Regions from separate parts of the Mus musculus genome. Here all the other regions are linked to region 2. Evidence: chromatin contacts called from public promoter capture Hi-C data. All regions are on one chromosome and are shown on one strand. The core of a region is the stretch at or near the end of the contact, and the rest is flanking DNA. Distances in the headings are between cores, read along the strand shown.

What was found. Promoter capture Hi-C pulls out the DNA fragments that hold promoters and counts their contacts. Capture Hi-C pulls out chosen DNA fragments and counts their contacts.
Region 1: a contact with region 2 is called in a promoter capture Hi-C map of 3T3-L1-derived adipocytes, with 2.5 times the contacts expected there. A contact is called at or near these places in 4 of 39 promoter capture datasets (3T3-L1-derived adipocytes, liver and pre-B cells), 2 of 484 Hi-C or Micro-C datasets (CD8 T cells and embryonic stem cells), 7 of 130 datasets of targeted methods (the 230-238 cell line, bone marrow-derived macrophages, effector CD8 T cells and 3 more) and 3 of 9 other capture datasets (adipose tissue, liver and pancreatic islet).
Region 3: a contact with region 2 is called in a promoter capture Hi-C map of adipose tissue. A contact is called at or near these places in 2 of 130 datasets of targeted methods (memory CD8 T cells and pancreatic cancer cells) and 2 of 9 other capture datasets (adipose tissue and pancreatic islet).

The regions. Positions count from the first base shown.
Region 1 is chr19:7,498,699-7,503,440 of GRCm38.p6, forward strand. All of the region lies in intron 1 of Atl3 (atlastin GTPase 3), which reads left to right. Among named protein-coding and RNA genes, the nearest start is that of Atl3, 6.6 kb to the left of the region's middle.
Region 2 is chr19:7,216,082-7,220,443 of GRCm38.p6, forward strand. It overlaps Cox8a (cytochrome c oxidase subunit 8A), which reads right to left and starts at 1,535. Exons shown (of 2, transcript NM_007750.2): 1 at 1,318-1,535. The coding sequence starts at 1,431.
Region 3 is chr19:7,554,519-7,559,159 of GRCm38.p6, forward strand. It overlaps Plaat3 (phospholipase A and acyltransferase 3), which reads left to right and starts at 2,941. Exons shown (of 5, transcript NM_139269.2): 1 at 2,941-3,046; 2 at 3,414-3,477. The coding sequence starts at 3,463.

The DNA.
Region 1 (4,742 bases), core at 948-3,447, 280 kb after region 2:
CTGGAGAGGACTTCTTTTTTTTTTTTTTTTAAGATTTATTTATTATATGTAAGTACACTGTAGCTGTCTTCAGAGACTTCAGAAGAGGGAGTCAGATCTCATTACAGATGGTTGTGAGCCACCATGTGGTTGCTGGGATTTGAACTCAGGACCTTCAGAAGAACAGTCAGCACTCTTAACCACTGAGCCATCTCGCCAGCCCTGGAGAGGACTTCTTAGCATACTTCCTTTGTCTCTGATGTTTTCTCTGGCTTTGTGAATTAAAGACTTTGTGCTTTAAGGACTGCCAGCAAAGGCAAACATGGAAATGGTATGCTTCTTTTTGGGTGTGTTGCTCTTGCCCTTTAGAGAATATGTTATTTCAGAAGGGGACTGGAAAACTCAGGTCATAACTTCACCATGAGTCATATAGTCTACTTTGTAACTTTGTTCCTGTGCTTTTAAGAATCCTCTGGAGGGGCTGGAGAGATGGCTCAGCAGTTAAGAGCACTGGCTGCGTGCTCTTCCAGAGGTCCTGAGTTCAATTCCCAGTAACCACATGGTGGCTCACAACCATCTGTAATGAGATCTGACGCCCTCTTCTGGTGTGTCTGAAGACAGCTACAGTGTACTCATATACATTAAATAAATACATTAAAAAAAAAAAATCCTCTGGAGCCCGGCGTGGTGGCGCACGCCTTTAATCCCAGCACTCGGGGGAGCAGAGGCAGGTGGATTTCTGAGTTCAAGGCCAGCCTGGTCTACAGAGTGAGTTCCAGGACAGCCAGGGCTACACAGAGAAACCCTGTCTCGAAAAACAAAAACAAAAGAGTCCTCTGGACAGAGAGGATGAGTACTGACGAGGTTCTAGCACAGTAGTCACAGTAGTTTTTTTTTTTTTTTAAGTTTTTCTTTCCTGTTAAAATTTTTTAGAGAGTGATTTTATGTGTATGAGTGTTTTGCCTGCATGTCTGTATGTATGTGCACCATGTACATGCCTGGTGCCTGCAGAGGTCAGAAGAAGGTATCATATACCCTGGTAATGGAGCTATAGATAGCTGTGAGCTGCTCTGTGGGTGCTGGGAGCCAAATCCCAAGTCCTACAAGAGCAACAACTGTCTTTAACTACTGAGCCATCTTTTCAGCTTCTCAGTGGTACTTAACAGAAGGTGATTTTTGTGTTTGTGTCTTTTTTTCTTTTAAAGATTTATTTATTTTATGTATGTGAGTACACTGTCATTATCTTCAGACACAACAGAAGAGGGAATCAGATCCCATTATAGATGGTTGTGAGTCACCATGTGGTTGCTAGGAATTGAACTCAAGACCTATGGAAGAGTGGTCAGTGCTCTTAAGCGCTAAGCCATCTCTGCAGCCTGTCTATGTGCCTTTTAGAAATGTCTGTAGGTGTTTTTGGATGTCAACCTTATGGGTAATACTGATACCATTAGTATGTAGTGGGTACAGAGTAGGGATAGGATCCCCTCTCTCCACAAAGGGTTTTTTGGCCACTAGTTGTCAGTATTGCCAAAATTGCCACGCTTGATCCCACACTGTTTAATTAATCCATTAGATTTTCTGAAGTAGCAATGGTAACTGCTTTCAGTTAGCCATTTTCATTGAACGAATCACTGTTCAGATGTAATTAAATGTTTGAGGACCACTTAAACTCACTCATTCTAGGACTGGGCAGTACCATGTACCTGCTGGTAGAGTACTTGTGTAGCATGCACTGAGCCATGATCTGTATTCCAGAACCGCCCATGAAACTGGGCCAATGGTCTCAATATTCAGGAAATGAATTCAGGGGGATCAGAAATTCACGGTTATTCTAGCAAGTTCAAGGACACCCTAGGCTACATGGTATTTTATCTCAACAAAAACCATACAGGTTTTATGTGTGTATCTGTTTGTGTATTTGTGGTGCTTGGGATCGAATCCAGAGCCCTGTGGATGTTACTCTACCACTGAGCTATACCCTTAGTTGTTCTAATAATGTTCTTAGAGTTTAACTTGAAATAAAATTGGTTTTGTGTATTCTTTTGTAAAATTGAAAAGGCTAACCATGATTACTAGCCAACCTATGCTGTGCTTTTTAACCTATGCCGTTTTTTTTTTTTTTCCTTTCCCCATTGGCAAGGGACACAAGGTTTCTCTGTTGTGTACCTCTGGTCCTTGAACTCAGATTCTCCTGGGATCAAAGGTGTCCTCTATTAGGATCCTGTGCCAGATTGTTTTTGTTGGTTTAGATATTAAATCCAGGGCCTACTCTATCCTAACCTTGTGCTACAATATTGAGTTACAATCCCAGGCTTCCCAGCTTCCTCTACCCCAGCCTGGGCTGGCTTGGAACTTGCTGAGTAGACCAGGCTGGCCTCAGAAATCCTGCTCCACTGCTTTCCAAGTGCTGGGATTAAAGTTGAGAACCACCATTACTGGCTGTGTTTTTAAGGCCTGTAATGTAGGAATCAGTGCTGTAATATCCATGTGTAGAAAAATTTCTAATTTACCTGTCAGTCTTTTAACTTCATTTTTCATTCAGTGTGAGTGATTGTCATTTAAGTGTGGAAACTATATAGAATGTAGTTTACTAGGGATATTGTTTGAGTTGGCCTATTAAACCTCTTGGTTAGTGTGGACTCGATATATTGTGCCAAAAGTAAAGGATAAGTCAGTAGTTCATAAGTAATTAGGAGAAAGGTTGTGATGTCACATAAGCTGTTAGACTACTTTTTTTTTTTTTCTCTTTTTGTTTTTTCTCTGTGTATCCCTGGCTGTCCTGGAACTCACTCTGTAGACCAGGCTGGCCTCGAACTCAGAAATCCAACTGCCTCTGCCTCCCAAGTGCTGGGACTAAAGGCGTGTGCCACCACCACCCGGCCTAGACTACTTTTTCATTAAAGATTTTTTTTTTTTTTTTTTGGTTTTTCGAGGCAGGGTTTCTCTGTATAGCCCTGGCTGTTCTGGAACTCACTCTGTAGACCAGGCTGGCCTCGAACTCAGAAATCCGCCTGCCTCTGCCTCCCGAGTACTGGGGAAGTGCTGGGATTAAAGGTGTGCGCCACCACCACCCGGTGCTCTGTTTATTTTCTTGAAGTTTATTATGTGAACATGGATGCAACTATAGATTTCGAGAATAATATCCTCCTTTCCCTTTAAAGAAGCAGTTATTTTCCAAAGTACACATCTGCACACTGAGACAATACATGACACCAGAGATTGTAAGACTTAGACAAATGTGGACAAAAGATACGAGATTTATGAAATCAAGAATTTGAGACTCTTGAGAGATAAGGCAGATCTGGTAGCTCATGCCTGTAATCCTAACAGATATCTGGGAGGCCAAATAAGGAGGATTGCCATGAGTTCTAGGCTAGCTTGAACTACAATGTGCGACCCTGTCTCTGAAAACAACCCCAAACCAAAAACACAACAGAAAACCAAAAAAGTAGCAGTTAGGTTTTAGAGCTAAACAGTTTCTGCCTGGCTTTGTAGTACAAATGAAGAAGTTGAACTGAAGTGGTTTCTTTAGGGCAGACCCAGGGCCAGAACTCTGGTATTGTTGTTATAGAGGCTTCTCTTCCCTGCCCACTGCCTCATTACAGTGATGCCCTTTGCTCTTAATCCTTGCACTGTAATGCCAGCACCCTGGAGGCTGAAGCAAGAAGATTGAGAATTTGAGGTGATCCTGGGCAAGAGCCTGTCTAAAAACAAAAAGCTCAAATAAAAAATGCCCCCAAATAAAGCAGAAACTTCAGTTATAGAAGAGACAAATGATGGTAAGACTTGGTAATATATTGCATATAGGGAGATAAGGCTGGGAAAGTGCAGAGGACTTGAATGGAGTAATTGAGAGGAAACATTTTGAAATACTAAGTGTAGACTTGTAAAATGTTACTACTGGGGAGTTTTGAAAGGAGACTGGAGGTGAACCAGTCAGATCACAGAGGCTGAGTGGTAGAACTGGAATAAGGACTTGTCTCCTGACTCTTCAGGTCAGTGTGTTTGCACATATTCCTCCTGCTAGTATGAGTGGAACGTTTAGTGACTCTATACTTAAGCCTTTGAACATGTCGCTTCAGAGGTTAGAAAGGAGGGGAGTTATAGCACCAAAATACAGGGTGGAAAAAGAAAGAAAAATGGTAAAAAATGAGCATAGAGTTAAAATTATAAATAAAGAGCTCATTGAAGCTGGTCATAGTGGTCATGCCTATAGAAGTGGAAGTAGAGAGGTCAGGAGTTCAAGGACAGCCTTGGCTACATTTTGATTTTGAGACCCTCTGTTTCTCCCAAAAAGCTCAGTGAGAGAGTAAGAACTATAGGAGATTACAGAAGAGCATTGGTATATGTCAGCCACTGAGGGTGAGGAAAGAAAAGAACTCCTGTAGGGAGATGCCAAAGAGCATGCTAAGATTTGTCCTGAATAGAGGTTTTAAGTTGCCATTTCCCATATATGTCAGATGCTATGCTTTAGCCTTTTATTTTATTTATTTACTTATTTATTTATTTTGACACAGCTTCTCAGTGTATAGGCCATCCTAGGCTTGAACAGATAATCTAGCATAGTTTGGGTTTGAATCAGCCATTGTTCTTACTCTTCCTCCTTCTTGCAGCTGGGTATTAGGTTTATAAATGGAGGCTGAAGTTGTTATGTTTTCTAGAGTTATGCTGAGACAAGGTCATAGGCTTTGGTTATGTCACAGTTTTTGTTGTCTGCTGTTTGTGGGTGTTGTTCTGGGAACTTGGAGGTCATAGCATTGAAC
Region 2 (4,362 bases), core at 285-2,784:
GAGCTCCCTGCCCCTCTCCCCCTACCAGCACTAGGGCTAAAGACTAGCCGGTTACTGGGTAGTCAATGTCAAATCTTCATGCTGGTGAAGCGAATACTTCTTAAATAAACCATTCTCACGTGTCCTTGCTTTCTATACAGTTTCTTCTCTTTTTTTGTTTTTGTTGTTTGTTGTCTACACAGAGACAGGGTTTCTCTGTGTAGCCCTGGCTGTCCTGGAACTCACTCAGTAGACCAGGCTGGCCTTGAACTCAGAGATCCACAGCTTCTATAGCATAAGTGCTGGATTATAGGCGTGTGCCACACTGCCCTGCTGGGGTTTTGTATCTTTTAAAGATGTGTTTTATCTATATTTGTATGATGCATGTGTGTGAGCACAGGTATGTGTTTGCATGCTTACCCAAGGTCAGGACGGGATGTCAGATGCGTTGGAGCTGGAGTTACAAGCTTGTTATATGGGTGCTGGAACCTGAACCAGTCTTCATGAGGCTATGCACCAAACGCCATCTTTCCAGCCCCCAGACTCTTGTTTTTGAGACAGAGTCTCAGTATGTTGCCCAAGCTGGCCTGAATTCCCGAGCTCTGTTTTCATGCCTCAACCTCCCACTAAATGGGCGTAAGAGAGGGCATGGCTTGGTTGTCACTGTTTCTTCAGTGGCAGTGCTTTGGTTCTACCCCTAATTCAATGCCCAGATATCTGGATTCATGACCCATTGTCACTTAAAACAGAAGAGCTCCAAAAAAGGGAGGGATGGGGGGGCCTAGGCTGCGGTGTAGTATTAAGAAAGTGCTTGCCTAACACAAAGTCCCGGGCTTGATCCCCAGCACCACATAAACCACAAGTGATGGCACAGGCCTGTTATCCCAGCACTAAAGAGATTATCGCTTCAAAGTCAAATGTGGTCAGCCTGGGCTACAAGAGACCCTGCCTCATGTTTTTAAACTAATGTTTTAAAAGTAAAAATTGTCCTAGTATCTAAATGCTCCTACATCTCTGGGAATGTAGACCTGGTGAACTCTGCAGCCCTCCTTAATAATAAAATGTAGCAGTAACAACCATGACGTCGCTGCCAGTTACCAGGCATGCCCTCCCCTGCGGTGGGGGGGGGGGGGGAATGGAAGGAGAGACGGGTTTAGAGAGGCCGAACAGAGTAAACAAACTAGCGGGCTGACCTGACATCCAGGAACTTGGGAAAAATACCTAGGGCTTAGGAGCAGCCGAGCGACTGTCTCATCCATGCCTTGAGGACAGGCCTAAGCCAATGTCGCAGGCTACCACAGTTCGCCCACCTCCCCGCTCCCGGTCCGTCCCGCTCACCAGGACCCCGAGCTGCTCCCGCGCCGGCTTCGAGTGGACCTGAGCCCGCGGCACCATGAGCCGCCGGGCCGAGCCGGTCAGGCTCCTCAGCAGCAGTGGCGTCAGGACAGACATGACGGCGCGGAACGACCACGGACGAGGACCAGTCCAAGGTCAGGGAGTCAAGATGGCCGAACCAGCCGGAAGTTCCGGCGCTGAAGTTGCCGGACGCCCGAGCCGGAAGTATTTCGGAAATGACGTCGGGACAAGCCCCCTCGCCCGCCTGGGCTGTTTTTGGCGCGCTCCTCGAAACAACCAACCGACATCATCCTACACAGATGGGAGGAGAAATGAGACACCTTTGCTCCCACCTCCACTTTCTTCGAGAGTGACACGCATAGCCACCCAATCACACAAGCTACAAGTCTATTGACTCCTTGGCTCCTCCCTCCATTCATTTAACTAGGATCCTCTCTCTGCCAGCACTGTACTAGTGACTCCAGCTCGCCACCAGTAAGCCTCTAGTTTTAAAAACATAGTTTTACTTTATGAGTGTTTTGTCAGCATGTTCATCTGTGTATGCAGAACGCAGAGAGGCCAAAAGAGGGTGTTGGATCCTCTGGAACTGGAGTTCAGGCAATAGTGAGTAATCTTGTGGATGCTGGGAACTGAACTGAACTGGACCTCTGCAAGAGCAGCGAGTGCTTCTAAGCGCTGAGCTCTCTCTCCAGCCCCGAGACTCCTGTCATTTACTGTTATCCTCTCAGAAACCCGTTTCCACATAACTGGTAACTGTTCTCAACTTCTGCTTTCCTCCTTTTGTGTGTGTTAGGACAGTTTTGTTTTGTTTTGTTTTGTTCTCTGTTTTTCGAGACAGGGTTTCTCTCTGTAGCCCTGGCTGTCCTGGAACTCACTCTGTAGACTAGGCTGTCCTTGAACTCAGAAATCCGCCTGCCTCTGCCTCCCGAGTGCTGGGATTAAAGGCATGCGCCACCACGCCCGGCCAGTTTTGGTTTTTTAAGGTCTCCAGTAGCCCAGGCTGTCCTAAAACCGTGTAGATGAGAATGACCTTGAACTTTTCTGCTTCTATTCCTATGTTCCATGCCTTGTTGCCTCTCTTCTTTCTCTTCTTTATCCCCTGTCTCCCTTCTGCCTTTATTCTTTCTGTTCCTTTCTCCTCTCTCCTTCCTTCTTGTTTTACTAGACAAATACCTGATCAAGTGGTTCCCCATTGCTTTCTTTAAAAAAATATTTATGTATGTGATTACACTGTGTCTATACAGATGGTTGTGAGTCTTCATGTCACTGTTGGGATCTGAATTTTTAAGACCTCTGCTTGCTCCGGTCAGCTCTGCTCGCTCCTGTAAACTCAGTCCCTGCTTGCTCTGGCACAAAGATTTATTTATTATTAATACATAAGTACACTGTAGCTGACTTCAGATGCACCAGAAGAGGGCCTCCAATGGGATTTGAACTCAGGACCTTCGGAAGAGCAGTAAGTGCTCTTATCCACTGAGCCATCTTGCCAGCCCTCCCCATTGCTTTCTAGACAAGGCCCGGATCTTGGATATTGCCCTTCTGTCTGACTTCTCAATATCGCTTGTTTTTTGTCCTTGCTCCTAGGTCTCTTCTCCACCCTTCCAGATTTTGGACTTTTTACTCTTTACATTCTACCTAGAACACCTTTTCTTTCTTTTTTAAAAAGATTTATTGGGGCTGGTGAGATGGCTCAGTGGGTAAGAGCACCCAACTGCTCTTCCGAAGGTCCGGAGTTCAAATCCCAGCAACCACGTGGTGGCTCACAACCATCTGTAACGAGATCTGACTCCCTCTTCTGGAGTGTCTGAGTTTGAGGCCAGCCTGGTAAATCTTCTTTTTTTAAAGTTTTTTTTTTTTTTTTTTTTTTAAGATTTATTTATTTATTATATGTAAGTACATTGTAGCTGTCTTCAGACACTCCAGAAGAGGGAGTCAGATCTCCTTACGGGTGGTTGTGAGCCACCATGTGGTTGCTGGGATTTGAACTCTGGACCTTCGGAAGAGCAGTCGGGTGCTCTTACCCACTGAGCCATCTCACCAGCCCAGTTTTTTTTTTTTTTTTTTTTTTTTTTAAGATTTATATATTTATTATATAAGTACACTGTAGCTGTCTTCAGACACTCCAGAAGAGGGAGTCAGATCTTGTTACAGATGGTTGTGAGCCACCATGTGGTTGCTGGGATTTGAACTTCAGACCTTTGGAAGAGCAGTTGGGTGCTCTTACCCACTGAGCCATCTCACCAGCCCCTCAAATAGCAAGTTCTAAACCAGCCAGGGCTACATAGTAAGATGCTGCCTCAAATAATACTGATAGTAATCTTAAGTATACTTATCATTTTACCATTGATTGAAGACAAGTAGCTGGGAATAAAGTGATTGCCTCGCATGCACAAAAAGGGTCCTATTCTCCAGCACTATATAAACCTGACTTGGTAGCCCACAACTGTAATTCTAGCATTTAAGAGGTGGAGTCCAGAGACTATATGTCATCCTTAACTATGTATCAAGTTTCTAATGAAGTAGGGATTTTGTATGGGTATCCCTCACACTTTTTTGAAAATTTTGAGACAAAAATCTGGGGTTTTTTTTTGTTTTTTAAAAGATTTATTTATTATATGTAAGTACACTGTAGCTGTCTTCAGACACTCCAGAAGGCGGCATCAGATCTCATTATGGGTGGTTGTGAGCCACCATGTGGTTGCTGGGATTTGAACTTCGGACCTTCGGAAGAGCAGTCAGGTGCTCTTACCCACTGAGCCATCTCACCAGCCCCCAAAAATCTTACTATATGGACCTGGCTGGTCCGATATTTGCTATGTGGACTCAGCTGACATCATATTTATAATAATTACTCTGCAGGCTTTGTCATTATTGGTTGTTGTTGTTTTTGTATATTACAGGGTCTCCGATGAGCAGTGGTGGCACACACCTTTAATCCCAGTACTTGGGAGGCAGAGGCAGGCAGATTTCTGAGTTCGAGGCCAGCCTGGTCTACAGAGTGAGTTCTAGGACAGCCAGAGCTACACA
Region 3 (4,641 bases), core at 1,691-4,190, 340 kb after region 2:
CACAGTATTAGGAATGATAGGTAAAGGGTGGGTGGGGTAACATCTGGGCCCATCTAGAAGCAGAGGACGAGAGGAAGCAGATGCCAATATGGGCTTCCCAAAATATTCTTGGGATAGGGATACAGATGGCTTGGTGTTAGAGCACTTGCTAACCCTGGATTCTACCTCCAGAATCACTACACAAAATATCCTCTATCTTTGTTTATTTTATTATGAGAGAGAGAGAGAGAGAGAGAGAGAGAGAGAGAGAGAGAGAGAGAGAGAGAGAGAGAGAGAATGAGAATGCATTTGTGCAGGTGTGCAGGTCAGAGAACAGCTTGCAGGAGGCAGTTCTCCCCCACCAAGTGAGTCCTGGGGATCTAACTCAGGATGAGGCTGGTGGGAAATGTGTGTACCCGCTGAGCCATCTCACTCCATGCTGGGTTTAGATGGCCTTACAGTCTCTAGCCCGGTGTGCTCAGCAGTGGATTGGTTGAGTGATAAAGCGCATGAGACAATGGCATTTATTAATGCTGACTCTCCTTATCAAGAAGCCGGGGAGTATCCTGTGATGTGGGTGATCATGTGCCTCTCATGTTACTAATACCTAACAAAGCCTGACCAGGGGTTCACTGTGTGGCAGACAGTGCTCAACAGGTTAAAGAGCTCTTCCTTTGGGAAATGTCCTCTTGTACATTGTCTAATAGAATGAGCAACCCATTTCATAGATGAACAGAATGAGGCTCAGAGGGAGGTACATTCACTCATAAAATGCCCACTGTGTGCCACTGGGGATACATATGAAAGAAAGCATTGGGGATTTATTATGGCTTAAGGACCAATACTTAAGTCCTTTTTGCTGTACAATTTCTAGCTGTCTCCACCACTCTCATGTGTACTGAGTTGACCAGGCTGGTCTAGAACTTCCAGGCTCAAGTGATCTTCTGCCTCAGACTACAGTTGTATGCCACCAAACCTGTCCCTTTGGCTGGCTTTTTAATTTCACATAGATTTGTAGGGAGAAGCAAAAATCCAACTCTACTGATCTAATCCTGGTTGACTTTCAGAATTAAATTGACTTGGAATAGACGATCAGGAGGAGAAGCATGCACATTCCCCGGATGCAAGTTGTGTGTATCCTAGGGGTTTGCAGGGGGAAATGAAGACTTATGGATTTGTGGCCCAATTTCAATTGCTAGTGTCCATGAGGTCCCAAGAGTCACTCCAGGATCAGAAAGAACTATGGAGTGTGAGGAAGAGGAGGGGACAAGGACCCCAAGAAGCAGCTAGGGAGGAAAAAGAATAGTTAAACTTTGCAGAAGTGTTTACGTTAAGTGAGAAATCGGAAAAGGCGAGTTATTGCTATCCTTTTGGAGTGGTGCTGGGAGTAGAGTCCAGGGCCTCTGGGTGATGGTTTCTTTCTGTTTTAGTGAGAGAAGCCATCATTTGGGAATTTCGATTCCTGATTTATTTGTTTGTTTTGCTTTTGAGACAGGATCTTACTGTGTAGCCCCAGCTGGCCTTGAAGTCACAGAGATCTTCCTACCTCTAACTCCTGAGTGCTGGGTTTAAAGGCATGTGCCACCATGCAGAGCCTCATCTTCTGCTTTTAAGAAAGAGAAAAGAACACTGTACAGAAATGAACAGTAGCCATGTTTGTCCAGAATGCTTCTTTTTCTTTTTTCATTTGTGCAATGGTAATATACTGTTTTAAACATCTAACCTTTTATGTTCATGGATTTGATTTCAAACACGAATAAAGTAATCTCTGAATATTGAAAAGGAAATCAAAAGAAATTACATATTTCATGTTCCTCAATCAAAATGCCAGGGAGTGTATTTTTTTAACTCCTTCAATTACAAAAATGTTTTGAGATTTATTTTATGAGTGTAACAGAGCTTCAGACTTAGTGGGCCCCAAGACTTTAGCACAACTGACTCCATGATGGAAGTATCATTCAGGCAGACAGCACCACCTGCCAAAGCTAAAACAGAGGCCAGGTGTACTAATCTTATTTTTGGCTTCTGTGAGCCTGCTTTTGGCTAACTGTTCTTGTTAACTGAAGAATGCCAACCCAGAACATGGTTTTTGTGTTTAAAAGCTCACTCTGAGAAAAGCTAAGTGCTACACTGAACACCCACTGTAGTTGACAGCCAGGCTAATAAAGACTTTCTATTGGCTGAAACCCCTGTGCAAGCTGTCTTCTCTATGTGTGTTTTGTCAGTATGTGTGCACATGTACCAGGTCTGTACCTCATGAGTAACAATGTCAAAAGAAGGTATTGGATCCCCTGGAACTGAGTTAATCATGGTTGTGAGCCACCATGTGGATCCTGGGAACCATCCGGGGCCCTTTGCAAGAGCAGCAAGTGCTCTCAACCCCTGAGCCAGCTCCTCAACCCCACATTACTGTTGTTGTCATTATTTTTATTTTTATTATTATATTTTGGATTTTTGAGGCAAGGTCTCTTTGCATAGCTCTGGCACCCTTGGAACTCACTATGTGGAGCTAGCCTCACAGAGATGGGCCTGCCTCTGCCTCCTGAGTGCAGGAAACAAAGGCATAAACAACTACATCTGGCTATTATTATCATCATCATCATCATTATTTATTATTATTATTTTGGAGAGAAGATCTCAAACAGTAGCTCAGGCTAACTTTAAACTTATGGCAATCCTCCTGCTTCAGCTTGTCAAATGCTAGGATTTCAGGCATGTATTACTCTTAAAAAATAGCCTTTTGGTATGATTCATGTACAAAGATTAAATGTAATTCGACATAACATGTTCTTCCATGAGGAGTGTGTATAGGCTGTCAAGGGCTGGGGAATCTGGGGCAGAGGAGCAGAGAGGCGGGAACGCAGCGGGAGGGAGGCATCTAAGTGACTACTGAGTAGTGGCATGCCCTTGGCGACGCTCTCATTAGCCAGTTACAGGAGGAGGGGCGGGGTGATCTGGCTCAGCCTGGACTCTGCGGCCATTAAACCAGTCCCCATTGCGCTGGCCTCCACTTGCCTACTTGGGGCGCGAGGAGGTTGGAGAGTTTTTTTCTGGGACCCAAGCAAAGGTGAGAAGCCCGGGTGCCTCTGCGGGTCCCCGAGGGCTGTCTGGGAGGCGGAGAGTGTTTCGGCTGCGTAAACAAGCCAGGCGAGAGCTGCCACCTGTCTGCCATCCGCCGTACGCGGAGAAAAGGAGCCAGGGGCGCACGAATGCCTGCCTGGCCAGGAACCCTGCTGGTGACCAAGGATCCCGTGAGCCGCTTCTGCCCTACAGAGAGGGATTTGTCTATTCAAGGGCAAGCTCAGGTCAGAGCGGAGGAGAGCGAGAAAGTTGGAGAAGTTTGGTGGAAGTTTCTGGAGGGCTCTGCTAAAAGCTACCCTGCTCCTGGAGACTTGCTAGAGACTTAATGAGCTTTGCTCCCCTCTGTGTCTTAGGCATCCACGCTGCTGCTAAGCTGAAATTGAAGCTCACACATCCTGGAAAATGCTAGCACCCATAGTAAGTACAGCGTGAGAAGCCAAGGGTGGGCCAGGGATGGGTGTAGTGTTTTAATGGTGACTCTTGTTTTCTCCGGGTCTGACTCGCTGTTTTGAAGAGAGGAGCTTTGTAGTGAGGAAGCTACATTTGAACCCTTGGGGGATCAGGTATGAGCTGTGGGTCAGCTGCCACCTGTTGAGCCTCAGCAGTTGGCTGCCACCCTGCTTGAAACATGCTCAATAGAAAGCAGTAGAGGGGGGGAAGTTGGGGGCTGGGTCTTCTTACCAAACCCGGACCCTGGGCAGGTTCCTGGGTCGAATGTCTGAAGTTGATTCTGCTTATTTTTGTCTTGTCAGCTGACCCATGGCCATCCCTGCTGCCAGCAAACACTCAGCTCTGGCTTTTCCTTCATTTCTTCCCTCCATCCCCCCTTCTCTTTTCTTTCTGATTTTTGTTTTGCTTTTGTTTTTGAGACAAGGCTTCAGGTAGCCCAGACTGGCCTCAAACTTCCTATTTAGCGAGGACAGTTTCTTCCTTCTGGTTTCTCTGCCCCCACCTCTTGAGTGCTGGAATTATAGGTGTGAGGCCCCATACCCAGTTTTGTGAAGCCCTCCTGCATGGTAGGCAAGCACTCTACCGACTGAGCCACATCCCAGCCCCCGGCATCTTTGTTAACCCATGATGTCTTGAGATTGGAACAGGGCAAATGTCTTCTTCATTTTAACAAGACTGTTGATTTGGTTCAGGTTTTTGCAGACAACCCTCTTGGGATTGTGCTCCAGCTGAGTACTGGTGTGGGATTATAATCAAGTTCAAGTTTATTCGGTTCCCAAGTGAAAACAACACTTAAAACCTAACAGTTCTCATAGCAGCAGAGTCACTCCAGGCTGCACTTTCTGTTTCTGGTACTGTGAGGCCAGGCTGTTTTGCTTTCTGTTTGAACCCGGGAAAACCCAAGAGCACAGAAGTTAGCACTATATTTTATATTTTCCATATAAAGCTTGAACTCTGCTGAGCCGTGAGGAGCTGACTCATAAAAATACATGTTTGTCTCAGTTGTGTGTTTTGACTGTGTAACCGTGTGTTGATATAATTTTGTTGTAGTAGACAATTTAAAAAGCATGTTTGTGTATATGTATGTGTGTGTTTGTGTATGTGTTTTGGGGGGCATGCATATGCCGTGGC